Regions from separate parts of the Gossypium hirsutum genome. Here all the other regions are linked to region 1. The links are chromatin contacts, called in public Hi-C maps. All regions are on one chromosome and are shown on one strand. Each heading gives the region's core, a stretch centred on a gene start, on an enhancer-like site or on the middle of the called end of the contact. The rest is flanking DNA. Distances are from core to core; before and after follow the strand shown.

Region 1 (4,609 bases), core at 1,214-3,713:
TCTACTATTCATTTTAGGTCATTTTAGTGATTATTTTTTAACCTGAGTTATTTTTATAAATATAAAAAAAATTTAGGCTAAATTAGTAAAATAGTCAATTTCCTATCATCTTTCCACCTTAAATTTAGTTTTGATTACAAACTTATGGGTTTTTTGAACTCATGTTATCTGAGCGTTAGTTGGGAGTTTTAAATATCAATAGAAATTTATGCTTTCGTATTGTCGGTTAATTCAATCGATTTTTCGAATTTAATCAACTTAATCGATCACTTTACATATTAATTGAATGACCGATTTAGATTTAACTAACTTAATTGAATTAACTTAACTTTGATCAGTAAAGTTAGTTAATTGATTTAATTTTTATATATTATAAAAATATTTAATATAAATATAATATATTATATATTAAGTTGGTTAAGTCAGTTGATTTGATTATGAATTGTAGTAACTAGTAACAACTGAACTTAACTAAGACCATAACCAACCATTGATTTTAATCAAATAGGTTAACAAAATTCTTTTTTTTTTTTTGGTTCTTTTCAAAGTTTTGATTGCAATTACAAGCAACATAATCGAACTGATATCTCGAGCCAAATCAAAATAGCTATATATAGAAAGGACCAACACGTGATATGATTCAAGCCGGAATAAATATAGAAACAATCAGTACATGATTTACGTAGGGTAGTAGTTAAGTTTTGATCATTAATATAACAAGACATCCTACTTTGCCAACAGTATCGAGACTCCATCTTAGCTTATTAGGTCAAACAATGAATAAGAAAAATTATGGGCCCAAATTAGATGGGCCTCCTTTTCTAATCCTAGTCATTGTGATTTTAAGTGAATGAGAATTGCGGGTGCAAATATCCAAAACCCACGAATAAAAAGGTATAACTATGCTTTTGGTTCCTGCATTCTTAACACATTTGAAATTTAGTCCAATTATTTGACAGTGGACTTGACTCCCAAAAATGACAAAATTGAATTTTGTAATATTATAAAAAAAATTCACATTTTGCCGAATTTTATTCTTTAATTCTGGCCCCATAAATTTTTTTTTGATTTCGCCCCTAAAGCAAGTCAGCCCATGACAAATTGCTTTTGGCCTCTTTTTAGCCTCGAACATATGTGACAAGTTGCAATGCTAACAAATTGGCCTTCGCACCGCAACAGCTACCTAGTCAAGGTCGAAGACAAAAATGGATAGCTTTAACTTAGCTTCCAAGATGTTATATTTATCTCCACCCTCTTCTCTTTACCATTACCATTTTCCTTAAACTCGATTTAAAAATTGGAAAGCGTTCAAAGTCTGATCTTTGATGGTTTCAAGCTTGATCAATTTAGATTTAGATTGAAAAATTCGAGTTATTGTTTGTAAATTCAAATTAATTTAAATTTTGATCCTTATTTAACATAACTTAATAATAGTGATTATAGTCTCTTATTGAGCATCATAAAATTGAATTATTTATGAATCTATTACAACCTCTGGGTAGCCCAATTAGTAAGGCCTTGGTTGGGTTTAGGCCCATTTGTTATTTGGATCAGGGAGTTGTTAATAAATGCATGAGGCTCAACAAAGATTGTTCAAATTTTGGGCTTATAAATTTGAATTTTAGTTTTTCTGTTTTTTATATTTCAAAATTCAGGCTGAATTGTTAACATTTTTTTATTAAACCCGTTTTTATGACATTTTAGAATAAAAAATAATCGTTTGATAGAAACTTAACTAAAAATAAACGATGTTGTAATGTTAAATTTAACAAAATAATTTTAATAATATTAACAATTAAACCTGGAATTTAAAATTAAAAAAGATTAAATTCCTATAAATAAAATTACAATCACTAAATTCTCTATACACAAAGAATGCAAAGGTTTGTGGCATATTTTAACAATAAATGTATAAGGCTCATTCAAATTTTATGTGAGCGAGTTGACTGGTCTTTACTAGCTCAATGATAAGATCTAGACATTGAGAACATTGAAATATCATATTTGAATTTCAATATATGTAAGAATATGGGTTTTGACACGTATCTATTCTAATTAATTAGTTTGAGTTAGTCAGTTTAGTGTTTGTAATGGTTAATTTTGATTGGAATTGAGAGAAAGTAAGGGTTTATTCATTGATCAAACTCAACATTGATGTACAATAAAATAATATCATCACATGTCATCGAACAATGATTTAGATTATTCATTAATTTTAACTTAAATTATCAATATCATATCAATCAAGTTATTTCATCATTTCAATAGTCAAATTTGACATTAAATACTAACTTGAATCTGATGTTAAACATATTTAAAATACGCGAATCAATATCTACCATATTAAATCAATTGACATTAATATTATTATCATCTCGATTGAAATCATATTTTTATTAATAGAGAAAAATATAGATTTGAGTATACTAATCTTAGGAGTAATTGGAATCAATTTTTGATTTTTGATTTTTGATTTATCATCCCTACCCGTAGCTGCGCCCCACGAGTCAAAAAGATGGTGCGAAATTTGCATGTAGAAATTAGGCACAAAACTACAAAAAGCATACGAATCAGAGCCGCGGCCATTTCCAACCCTAAAACCCACATCAATTTCTAGCAGCCTCCATTACGTTTCCCCTTCAACCCCTTCACCTCATCACCGGAATCTGAAGTCATGGCTCAAAGCCATCGCCGTGACGTAACCTCCGCCGTCTTCCTCCGATCGACCATCTTCACCACTGTTATCACCATCATTACCATTCATTGAATCAACCTCCCATTTATTTCATTTTCCACACATTTTCAATTTCTAAGCATAAAAATCCTTATCCAACTCAAATTCAAACGTTATCTAGACTTTGGGTTGCTGTTTTCATTTGGTTTAAAAATGGCTATTTTGAAGAGCTATGGAGCTTGCTTGAGAGAGTCTTCCTTCCAGTTTCCTCGCTCCCATCGCATCGATAACTACAAGAGGTATTTTAAAAAAAAAAAAAAATTTAACACTCACTATTTAAGATAAGATATTTGTTCTTTTTCCTTTGTTTTTAATTGCAGTAATTGTTGAATTCATTAATTACTTTATAATCATGTATTATTCCTTGTTTCTTATTTGTAAAACAGTTCAATTTGGTACTTGTTTAAAAGATTATGGGTTTGTTTGATTTAGTGCTTGATGGGTGCTACTGATAATCAAAGGTTAATATCTTAGTTGAACTTTATATCTGCATAGTTTATTTGCTCCTATGTTAAATGTGGATCGATCCTGGGGAACAAAAATTAGAACTCAATTTGAGTTCGTTTAATGTAAAATAGGTTTTTTGAACTTATATGTATTGTTTTTTGTTTATATAAACACATACTTCTAAATATATAATTTTATAATGAACTATAGGCTAGTAGTAATTATAGTTTTACTGAATTGGATCGCTAGTGTTCCTTGTTTCAAAATATACTTACCAATTCGAAAATCTCTAGGGAGATAATGATTTATGGTAACAGAGATTTGCTTATCATCCTGTTCGCTTGCTTTGTATCAGGAGAAATGTGAAATGGAGGTCGCCCCAAGCAGCAATAATACCCGATTTCCACCTCCCTATGCGTAGCTTCGAGGTTAAAAATAGGTAGCTAATAAAATTTTTCGTTATCTGAATGTGGTTTGATGTTTTGCTGGGAAGAATTTGTTGTTAATTTGCTTATAGTTTCTCTGCATCTCTACCTATGTTCGTTCTTGGAATGTTACTGTTGGCGGTGTTATTGTACCTGTTTATCATCTTTCTTATAGCTGGTACAAGCGATATGTGCTTTGAATGTGCTGTTGACATTGTTCTGTTATTCAAACCTTTATTTATGGAGCCTTTCTGTGCATAAACTCAATTAGGATCTCTTCGTGCTTGTAATATTATCTTATGTTTGGTGTTGGTACTTGTGTAATGCACCATGCATGGTGAATGCATAAGATATATTAGTCCTTGATGATGATGATATGGTATGTGGGATAAAGTTGTGGTGACTGTTAATATTTTCGTGTCCTGATCTATGCTGCCCGGACTCTTCATTTTTCTTGAAATACCTGTTTTTAACAATTGGATATGGGGATATGACCTCAGGGGCAAAGCCAGGAAATTGCTCTTTTTTTTTTTTGGGGGGGGGGGGTGGGGGGAGGAAGGCCACTGCTTGCCCCCCTCTCCCTCTGCCTTTGTCTGACCTCCAAGGATCCTCCAAATACGTAACTTAGAAAAATCCAACTGTACTTGTGTCATATATGTGCTCATAATCGTATCTGATACTCAGACCTGAGTCTGAGTAACGTAGGTCCTAATTGATGGAGAGATGGTTTATATGTAGCTTTAGATTTGTTGGAAATGAAGCTTTCTTTTGAAAGAATAATTGCTCTTGATGATTTGCCTAATGCTTTCCAGGACATCGGCCGAAGATATAAAGGCTCTTCGACTGATAACAGCCATCAAAACCCCATATCTACCTGATGGAAGGTTTGATCTCGAAGCATACGATGGTTTGGTGAATATGCAGATTGAAAACGGTGCCGAAGGGGTAATTGTTGGTGGCACAACCGGTGAAGGCCAGCTAATGAGCTGGGATGAACACATAA
Region 2 (4,455 bases), core at 519-3,018, 180 kb before region 1:
GTTTTCACTGACTACATGAGAGCTGCTATTAGGATGTCTGCATTGAGTCAAGCGGGAGTTATTTACGTTATGACCCATGATTCCATTGGTCTCGGGGAAGACGGACCAACCCACCAACCAATCGAGCACTTAGCTAGCCTCCGTGCAATGCCTAATGTTTTCATGCTTCGTCCAGCTGATGGAAACGAAACTGCCGGTGCATACAAAGTTGCTATCCTCAACAGGAACACTCCCTCCATTATCGCACTCTCTCGACAAAAACTAACCCAACTACCCGGAACTTCCATCAAGGGGGTCGAAAAAGGTGGCTACATAATATCAGACAATTCTTCAGGAAACAACCCTGACATAATCCTGATCGGAACTGGCTCTGAGCTGGAAATTGCCGCTAAAGCTGCCGATGAACTAAGGAAGGCTGGAAAAGCTGTTCGGGTCGTCTCCCTTGTTTCTTGGGAACTCTTCGATAATCAATCAGACGCCTACAAAGAAAGTGTTTTACCATCTGGTGTATCAGCTAGGGTAAGTATTGAGGCGGGATCAACTTTTGGGTGGGAAAAGATTGTGGGATCGAAAGGGAAGGCAATCGGAATCGATCGGTTCGGGGCAAGTGCACCAGCTGGTAGATTATACAAAGAATTCGGTTTAACACCAGAGGCTGTTGTTGCAGCAGCAAAGGAACTTTGCTGGCATTATTAGGTGCCTTTTGTGACTTTTTTTGTTTTTAATAATAAAAGGAATCATCCAAATTTCTTATGTTGCTTTGTGATTTTATATGTTTATGAATTTGTAATTCCTCTTTGAACTATTTTCCCATAGTTTTTGTATCACTTCTTGCTGCTTTAAATGCTTATACGCAAGAAAGAGTTGATAATCTTGCTTTTAAAAAAAAGGGTTAATATTACTTTTAGGGCCTGAGTTTCACAATTAGTTCAAATTTGATATTTAGGAACTTGTCAACTAAGTTTTGACGTTGTAGCACTCTAAAATTTTGTCATGACATCAAGTTTTTATATTTGTCAAGTTAAAATGGACTTAGCTATCAAGTTCAAGAATCGAAGTTGATTAAAAATAATAGATACTAAAGTTGATTTAATTATCAAGTTCACCACTAGCAATATCTTTTTCAAGGTTCAAATTTACATTAAATTAAGTAATTATATTGATTATGTGACTATAAAAGTATCAAGAAGGTCTTTATATTAAGATTCAGATTGCATTTTGCTTCGTCTACATAAAAAATAGGTAAATTAATCTTTGTACGTTAGATCAAAGAGGAAACTGGTCTTTCTATTAAAAAGTTCATCCAATTTTATTGTTAAAAATTAGTCTTTGTACATCAAAATATAGTACACGTGATATGTCAAATGCAATTGTTTAGTTATTTTGTTAGTTATATCAATTTTTAATAATAAAATTTTTTTATCAAAAATTCAATTTATATGAAGGCCAATTTAATTATTTTTCGAGTTAAAAAGAAATAAAATAGAAAGTCTATCCTAATATAAAAGACAAGGTACTTTTAGCAGTAGCAGCATAATGAAGCAAACTTCGGTTATTTGCACGCTTTAAAAATTAAACAACTCCTATATCTACCTACCTACCCAGCCACCCACCCATCCATCCATCCAAATCTCAATCTCTAAAAAATGTCGAAAAATTAAAATTAAAATAAATCATAATTTTATATTAAAATAATTGCAATCTAAAATGAATCCAAAATAAAATTGGGTTTATATCAATAGTACCTGTAGTGTGGACCCATTAAGACAACAATTAAAATTGAGGGGGTTTGGTAAAGCTAATTCCCACACCAACCCCATTTTCTCCTAGCCTTTAGATTTTGGTTGTTGGTGAAAAAAACCCTTCTTCCACTCAATTCAATCCAACAACCACCATCACCAAAAAAGCTTCCTTTTTTAATCCCAAAAACTCCATCAAATCTCAATTTAAAGAAATAAAGTTAAAAACTTTGTTTCTAAGAGAAAAGTGAGTGTTTGAGACAGAGATGGCAACGCAGGTTGGCAAAATCTACAATGGAACACAAAAAACATGTGTTCTTCCCAATGTTTCAAAAACCCAGAATCCCAAACATGTTCCTTTTGTTTCATTCAAATCAAATCTCAATGGAAAGACAAGTTCTTGGGGTTTGGTTGTGAAGAACAATGGGAAATTTGGGTCAATAAAGGCTCGGTCTTTGAAGGTTTCTGCTTCAACAGCAACAGCTGAGAAACCATCTAGAGCTTCAGAGATTGTGCTTCAACCAATTAATGAAATTTCGGGTACTGTTAAGTTACCTGGGTCTAAATCATTGTCTAATCGGATCCTGCTCTTAGCTGCTTTATCTGAGGTATGTTGATTTTCATTGGTTAAATTTTGGTATTTGTCCTTCTACTTTGCGAAAGTTATGGATTTAGTCCTTTAATTTCATTCGAATTTTTTAATTTTAATTTATATAATTTAAATCCTTTTGGTTATATTCAATTACTAGCACATGTTCTCTAAGGGAGGGGGCAAAATGAAAATTTCCCATATAGCTCCTTTTTTTAAGTTAGTATAATGGTAAAATTTTACTTTGGTCCTCAAATTTTTTATTCATTTCTGGTTTCCTTAAAATAATTTTCTAGCATTGGATCATTATAGCTCCTTATGCTTTTGAAATTTGAAGTTTCCACATTGGTTAATACTTGAGTAACATGTAAAATAACAAATTGATATAGCATTACACGAATGATAATATGTTTGTCGCATTAGGTTTTGAAAATTACTTAATAAATTTAGCAGTTGACCGAAATTTTAAAATTTTAAAAAGTATTAATTCTAAAGATGACTAAATTAAAGTACATGGATTAAATTCACAACTTTGGTAATAGAGAGGGATTAAATTCAAAACTTGGTAATGCCATATCCTTATATGTTTTTAATGTTTTGTTTGATATGTAGGGAACTACTGTGGTTGAAAATTTGTTGAACAGTGATGATGTTCATCACATGCTTGTTGCTTTGGGTAAACTTGGTCTGTATGTGAAACATGATAGTGAAAAGAAACAAGCCATTGTTGAAGGTTGTGGTGGTCAGTTTCCAGTCGGAAAAGGTGAAGGTCAAGAAATAGAGCTTTTCCTCGGGAATGCTGGAACTGCAATGCGACCACTTACTGCCGCTATTACAGCTGCCGGTGGCAATTCGAGGTCTGTCCCTATAAGAAAATCATGTTTTATAGTCGATGATTCCTTATGATTGACATTAGCTTTTCATAGGGTAAAAGTATCATGGAGGCCCCTGTACTAGGAGTTAGATTGCATATTATTCGGCAAATTAGTCTCTATATATTAGATCAAAGAGCAAATTGGTTCTTTTTGTTAAAATTTTTATCCGTTTTTACTGTTAAAACTGGCGTGGCAGGGACTAATATTCTAGAAGGCAAAATGGATGAAATTATTTAACAGAAGGACTGGTTTGCTCTTTGATCTAGCGTACAGGGATTAATTTTCTATTTTTTGAGTAGAGGAGGCAAAATGCAATTCTACTCCTAGTATAGAACCTCCATGGTACTTTTACCATTTTCATACTCATGGAACTATATATGCTTATATGTTGATGCTCTTTGTTTTGTGTATTGGTTTCGAGTTAATGGATATATGTTACATGTCTCTCTTTAGCTACGTACTTGATGGCGTACCCCGAATGAGAGAGAGGCCGATCGGGGACTTAGTTACTGGTCTTAAGCAGCTCGGTGCTGATGTTGATTGCATTCTTGGCACGAATTGTCCCCCTGTTCGTATAGAAGGAAAGGGTGGTCTTCCCGGGGGAAAGGTACGGTTTAAATCATTTTTGTTATGTTCAAGTGCTTCTAGTGTTGTTGCCTATATTCACGATATATTTTTGTTTTGGGTCATTTTGCAGGTGAAACTCTCTGGGTCTATTAGTAGTCAATACTTGACAGCTTTACTCATGGCGGCTCCGTTGGCTCTTGGGGATGTGGAAATTGAGATAATTGATAAACTTATTTCCATCCCATATGTGGAAATGACTATGAAGTTGATGGAAAGGTTTGGGGTCACCGTGGAGCACACTGATAGCTGGGATCGATTCTTTATCCGAGGAGGTCAAAAGTATATGTAAGTTTCTAAATGTGCACTCACTTGCATGGCTGGAATGGTCTCGGACGAGTAGTAAAATTTATAAATCTTTCAGGTCTCCTGGAAATGCTTATGTTGAAGGTGATGCTTCGAGTGCCAGTTACTTCCTTGCGGGTGCAGCAGTCACGGGTGGGACTGTCACAGTAGAAGGATGTGGAACAAGTAGTTTACAGGTACTTAGTGAAGTATTGTTCCCGTTGTTATGGCGCCTTTAAGGCCTACCTCGAATTCCATCACTATATAACTTGTGCTTGTTCTTTTGTTTCGATTTAAGGGTGATGTAAAATTTGCCGAGGTTCTTGAGATGATGGGTGCCAAA
Region 3 (4,411 bases), core at 100-2,599, 220 kb before region 1:
CGTTGTCAACGTTGTATTATGCGGAGTATAGGAACACAGGGAATGGTGCTTCGATCGGGAATCGAGTGAAGTGGCCCGGTTTTCATGTCTTCAACCGGGCCGAAGAGGCTAACCCTTTTACGGTGAATAGGTTCATACAAGGAGAGCTATGGATTCCAGAGACTGGTGTGCCTTTTAATTCAAGGCTTTAATTTAATGGTTTCTTATTGTAATGTTGTTAATGTTTTTGTGATGTGATAATAATGCCTTTAAAAGTTTTAATCTAAAAATTATAGCTAAAATATTTTATGGGTTAAATTGTATGTTATTTTAGTATTATTAATAAAAGTTTAAAAGATAATTGTGATTAATTAAGAGTTGAAGTTTAAATTAATTTTTATATTTTTTATATAAAGCTAAAATATGATTTGTAGTAAATACTTGTGAAATTAAATAACTTAAATATAGTATAAATATAAATAGATACTCAAGACTCGATAGCTTTGTCAAGCATGTGATTTTTTAAAATTTGAAGAAATTACAAGATACTTTTACTATTTTGGGGTTAAGACTATCACCTATCCCTTGTTGCAGGATCAATAAACTAGTCACTATACTTACCAATATAATCAAATGAGCAACCGATAATAGTGTCTCTAAGTAAACTCTAATGTTCCTAAAGTTTATTATATATCTCGTAGAATCTTCTAGCCTCTAAACCCAATCTATTTTCCTATATAAGCCATCTTCGAATTCAATTTATCAAACACAATCGAAACATTTTCTCTAAAAAATAATTTAATCTAACTAAATTACTAGTAAATTTACGTTTTAGTTACTTTAATTTTAAAAAAATTACAAAATGGTCAGTGAATCACTCAAAAGTTTTCTTTAAGTCACTGTGTTGTTAAGTTCTTTTTTTTAAGTCTAACTTGTGAGTTTCAAGCGACGATTTAACGATTAATACGATGGATTAATGCTCATCGATGAGTAGAAGAACATACTTTAAATCCATGTCAATCTGATGATCAGAAAAAAATTTTATTTGAATTTTAGTTTGCAAATTTGTAACGTTCAAACAATATAAAAAACAACAGAACTATATAAAAAAAAGGAGAATGGGAGCTTTCTATTGGTGCAGATGGTGCAAACAGATAATGCCATACAATAATAATTTTAACAATCTAGTGACTTATAAAAAACTTTTAAATAATTTAGTGACTATTTTATAACCAATTTAAGTGTCCAAAACGTTAATGTACCCAAAACAAAAATAGAAAAGCCGAAGATGCAAGATAAGCCCAAAAGCTATGAATATTCAAAGCCCTAGTTCCAAATAAAAAGATTTAAAATTCCAAAAGCCCTAAAAGACTAGAGCTTTATCTTCCTTGAGCCGACAATTAGGTTTTTTTTAAGACAAGATTGTACATTTTGGGCTGAAATTTCAATTTTCTAACTCTTTCATTGTCAATCGTAATTTAAGTTAAAAATCGCTGGCAGATAAATAGATTGGGGAGAAATTTTATTAAGTTTTTAGGGATTTGTTAGTGGAACCCAGATTATTTATTACTATAAAAGTTTAACCCTAATTTTCTCAATAAAAAAATTCCCCAATTTATTTTTTCAATCACAGACAATTCAGTAATAGTTTATTGGTTCTTTCCTTTTAATTTATTTTTGAATTGAACCGGGTGGTTCAATCTTATACATAAGGTCCAATGGCTGGTGGCTCTGATGCGGCGGAGACGCTTTCATGTGCTCGTTGTAGCAATCCTGCTAGCCTTCAGTATGTTATTGTTTTCGCTTTAAGATATTATCATTTTTAGAATATCAAATTTTTTGGTGTAATTAACATTGGGTAGCTTTCAAATTTGTGAGATATTTTGAATTAGCTTGTAATTGGTTTATAGTGTTTTTTTTTTAAATTATTTTGAGCATAAAAAAATGTGAATTGAGCTGTATTTGGTTAATAGTGATGAACTTTACAATTAAGCTGAATCCTTTTGTTAATGATATAGCTTATTGTCTGTAGGTGTCCTAAGTGTGTGCAGTTAAAGCTTCCTCGTGAAGGTGCTGCCTTCTGGTATGTATATCTTTTTCTTGTAGATTTTTATTTAGTCGCTGTACTTTTCAAAAATTAAAATTTCTGTCTGATAACTGTTAAATTTATTAAGTTATGCTATTTTCAAAATTTGATGAGGCAAACATATTATGGTATATTAAATATTGTGTTAGCTTTACTATTTCCACATAGTACTCTTTAAAAATCCAGTTAGTGAATTAACTATTATCATTTATGTTAGTATTAAAATGTCAAAATTCAAAAAGTATAGGGACTTAAATGATCCAATTGGAGAATATGAATTAAATCTACAAACCTATACATAATACAGTACTAGCAATTGAATTTATCCAAATAGATTTAAGTGTTACTGTTTGGGTAAGGACTAGACTAAAATTGACTAATTTGAACATCAAATTGAAGTAGGGACGAAATCCTCAAATTTCACAAAGTATAGGGACTAATAGAAGAATGTAACCCTTTTCTTCTTTAATGGTGTTGTTTTTATTGACAGCACTCAGGATTGTTTCAAGGCTTCTTGGAGCTCACACAAGTCAGTTCATTTGAAGGCAAAGCTGTCTTCACTTGGTACAGATGGTGCTGGTGGACAAAACTCTGATTTAGCTAGTGAGGGTTGGCTATATTGCTTGAGGAAAGGACAAAGTCGGACTCCGAAACTTCCTCCTTTTAATTGGACAGGGTACTTGTCTAAGATTGTAGTCCCTCTTTTACACTTTCTTTTTAAGTTTGGGTCCTTGTTATTTCTGATTTTTATTATTATCTTTGTTGTTCAGGTCACTTAGACCATATCCCATATCTGTCAAGCGTAATGTACCTGCTCACATTGATAAGCCTGATTGGGCTAATGATGTGAGTATTTGGAAATCAGTTCGTGTATATGGAATACTTATTAGCAATTGAGTGGGAAATTTGTTGATGACCGACCTATTCATGAACAACTAACCTTATTTTCTCTCTTCTTTCGTGTTGATTTTGCATTTCTAAGATATTTTTGTTGTCCTTTCATATGCAGGGAGTTCCAAAGGTTGAGCCGAACAGTGATTGGCAACATCGTGTTGAGGTAAGTTTATGCGAGTGAAATCTCTTCTTAAGCCTTAGAGAACAAATAATATATACTTTATATGCTCCTTATGACTTTATCTTCTTCTTTTTTTTCTTATTAACTTTTGGTGTGTCTGTATGAAGATCAAGACTCCTGATCAAATTGAGAGAATGCGAGAAACATGTCGTGTAAGTTCCATCTTCCACTTGATTTTGTTTTTTGATTCACAGCCCTTTGTTCAATTTTTAGTTATATCCAACTTTCTTTGGAATTGATTTTTAATTTTTCTCGAGTTGTTTCAAGATCTCTTGGTATTTAAATCTCTATTGCTAGATTGCAAGGGAGGTTTTGGATGCAGCTGCTCGAATGATCCGTCCTGGTGTAACAACAGATGAAATTGATCGAGTGGTTCATGAGGCTACTGTTGCTGCAGGTTGGAATGAACTTTCATTTTGCTGCATGTATTTGTGATTGTGCATCTATCTGGTTTCACTTTATATGTAATCTCTCATGCAGGAGCTTATCCATCACCTCTCAATTATCATTTCTTCCCAAAGTCTTGTTGCACGTAAGTTCTTCTATATATATCTGTTGAATTTCTGGATATTATTCTATTGATGGTAGAAATACCATGGAGGCCCCTGTACTAGGAGTCGGATTGTATTTTGCCCCCTTTAATCAAAAAAGGGCAAATTAGTCTCTGTACTTTAGATCAAAAAGTAAATTGGTCCTTTCTATTAAAAATTTCATCCATTTGTACGGTTAAAAACTGGCTTGATTGACAGAATAACCAGTCAGTGACATGTGGCCTGCCACGTCTACACAAAAGGATCAATTTGCTCTTTAATCTAACGTTCATGGACTAATATGCCCGTTTTTTGAGTAGAGGAGGTGAAATGCAATCCAACTCCTAGTATAGGGGCCTGCACGGTACTTTTACCTTGTTGATTAATTAAAACATATTTCGTTTTCTTTTCCAGGTCAGTTAATGAAGTTATATGCCATGGGATTCCCGATGCAAGGTATTAGCTTTGTTCTAATTCTAGAAACTTTTACAGTGTTTACATTCATCGTTGGTATTTATCATCTACTAAGATGCGCTTGAACTGAAATCGGGTTGCCTTAGGAAACTGGAAGACGGTGATATTATAAATGTTGATGTGACTGTTTACTATAAAGGTGTTCATGGTAAGAATCTTCTCGTTTATATAATTCCAATGCCACATAATGAAGCTCCGTACTTGATGAAGGATTGACTCATTGTGCAGGCGATTTAAACGAAACATATTTTGTGGGAAACGTAGATG

What was found. Hi-C and Micro-C count contacts between places; a contact is called where the count stands out from the background.
Region 2: a Hi-C map of leaf shows a contact between it and region 1, with 1.9 times the contacts expected there. The contact joins the promoter of LOC107945613 here to the promoter of LOC121210886 in region 1. A contact is called at or near these places in 5 of 34 Hi-C or Micro-C datasets (hypocotyl and leaf).
Region 3: a contact with region 1 is called in a Hi-C map of leaf, with 3 times the contacts expected there. The contact joins the promoter of LOC107893909 here to the promoter of LOC121210886 in region 1. A contact is called at or near these places in 2 of 34 Hi-C or Micro-C datasets (both in leaf).

The regions. Positions count from the first base shown.
Region 1 is chrA12:79,084,333-79,088,941 of Gossypium_hirsutum_v2.1, forward strand. It overlaps LOC121210886 (4-hydroxy-tetrahydrodipicolinate synthase, chloroplastic), which reads left to right and starts at 2,464. Exons shown (of 3, transcript XM_041082762.1): 1 at 2,464-2,973; 2 at 3,537-3,620; 3 at 4,419-4,609. The coding sequence starts at 2,888.
Region 2 is chrA12:78,906,645-78,911,099 of Gossypium_hirsutum_v2.1, forward strand. It overlaps LOC107945613 (3-phosphoshikimate 1-carboxyvinyltransferase 2), which reads left to right and starts at 1,769. Exons shown (of 8, transcript XM_016879681.2): 1 at 1,769-2,347; 2 at 2,941-3,185; 3 at 3,657-3,810; 4 at 3,901-4,115; 5 at 4,192-4,309; 6 at 4,411-4,455. The coding sequence starts at 2,006. LOC121210881 (transketolase, chloroplastic) reads left to right here. Exons shown (of 7, transcript XM_041082759.1): 7 at 1-805. The coding sequence ends at 696.
Region 3 is chrA12:78,868,934-78,873,344 of Gossypium_hirsutum_v2.1, forward strand. LOC107893909 (methionine aminopeptidase 1A) reads left to right here and starts at 1,350. Exons shown (of 16, transcript XM_016819055.2): 1 at 1,350-1,765; 2 at 2,012-2,062; 3 at 2,556-2,741; 4 at 2,836-2,911; 5 at 3,075-3,122; 6 at 3,248-3,292; 7 at 3,438-3,537; 8 at 3,621-3,672; 9 at 4,085-4,126; 10 at 4,231-4,292; 11 at 4,373-4,411. The coding sequence starts at 1,698. LOC107893911 (probable pectinesterase/pectinesterase inhibitor 36) reads left to right here. Exons shown (of 3, transcript XM_016819056.2): 3 at 1-307. The coding sequence ends at 191.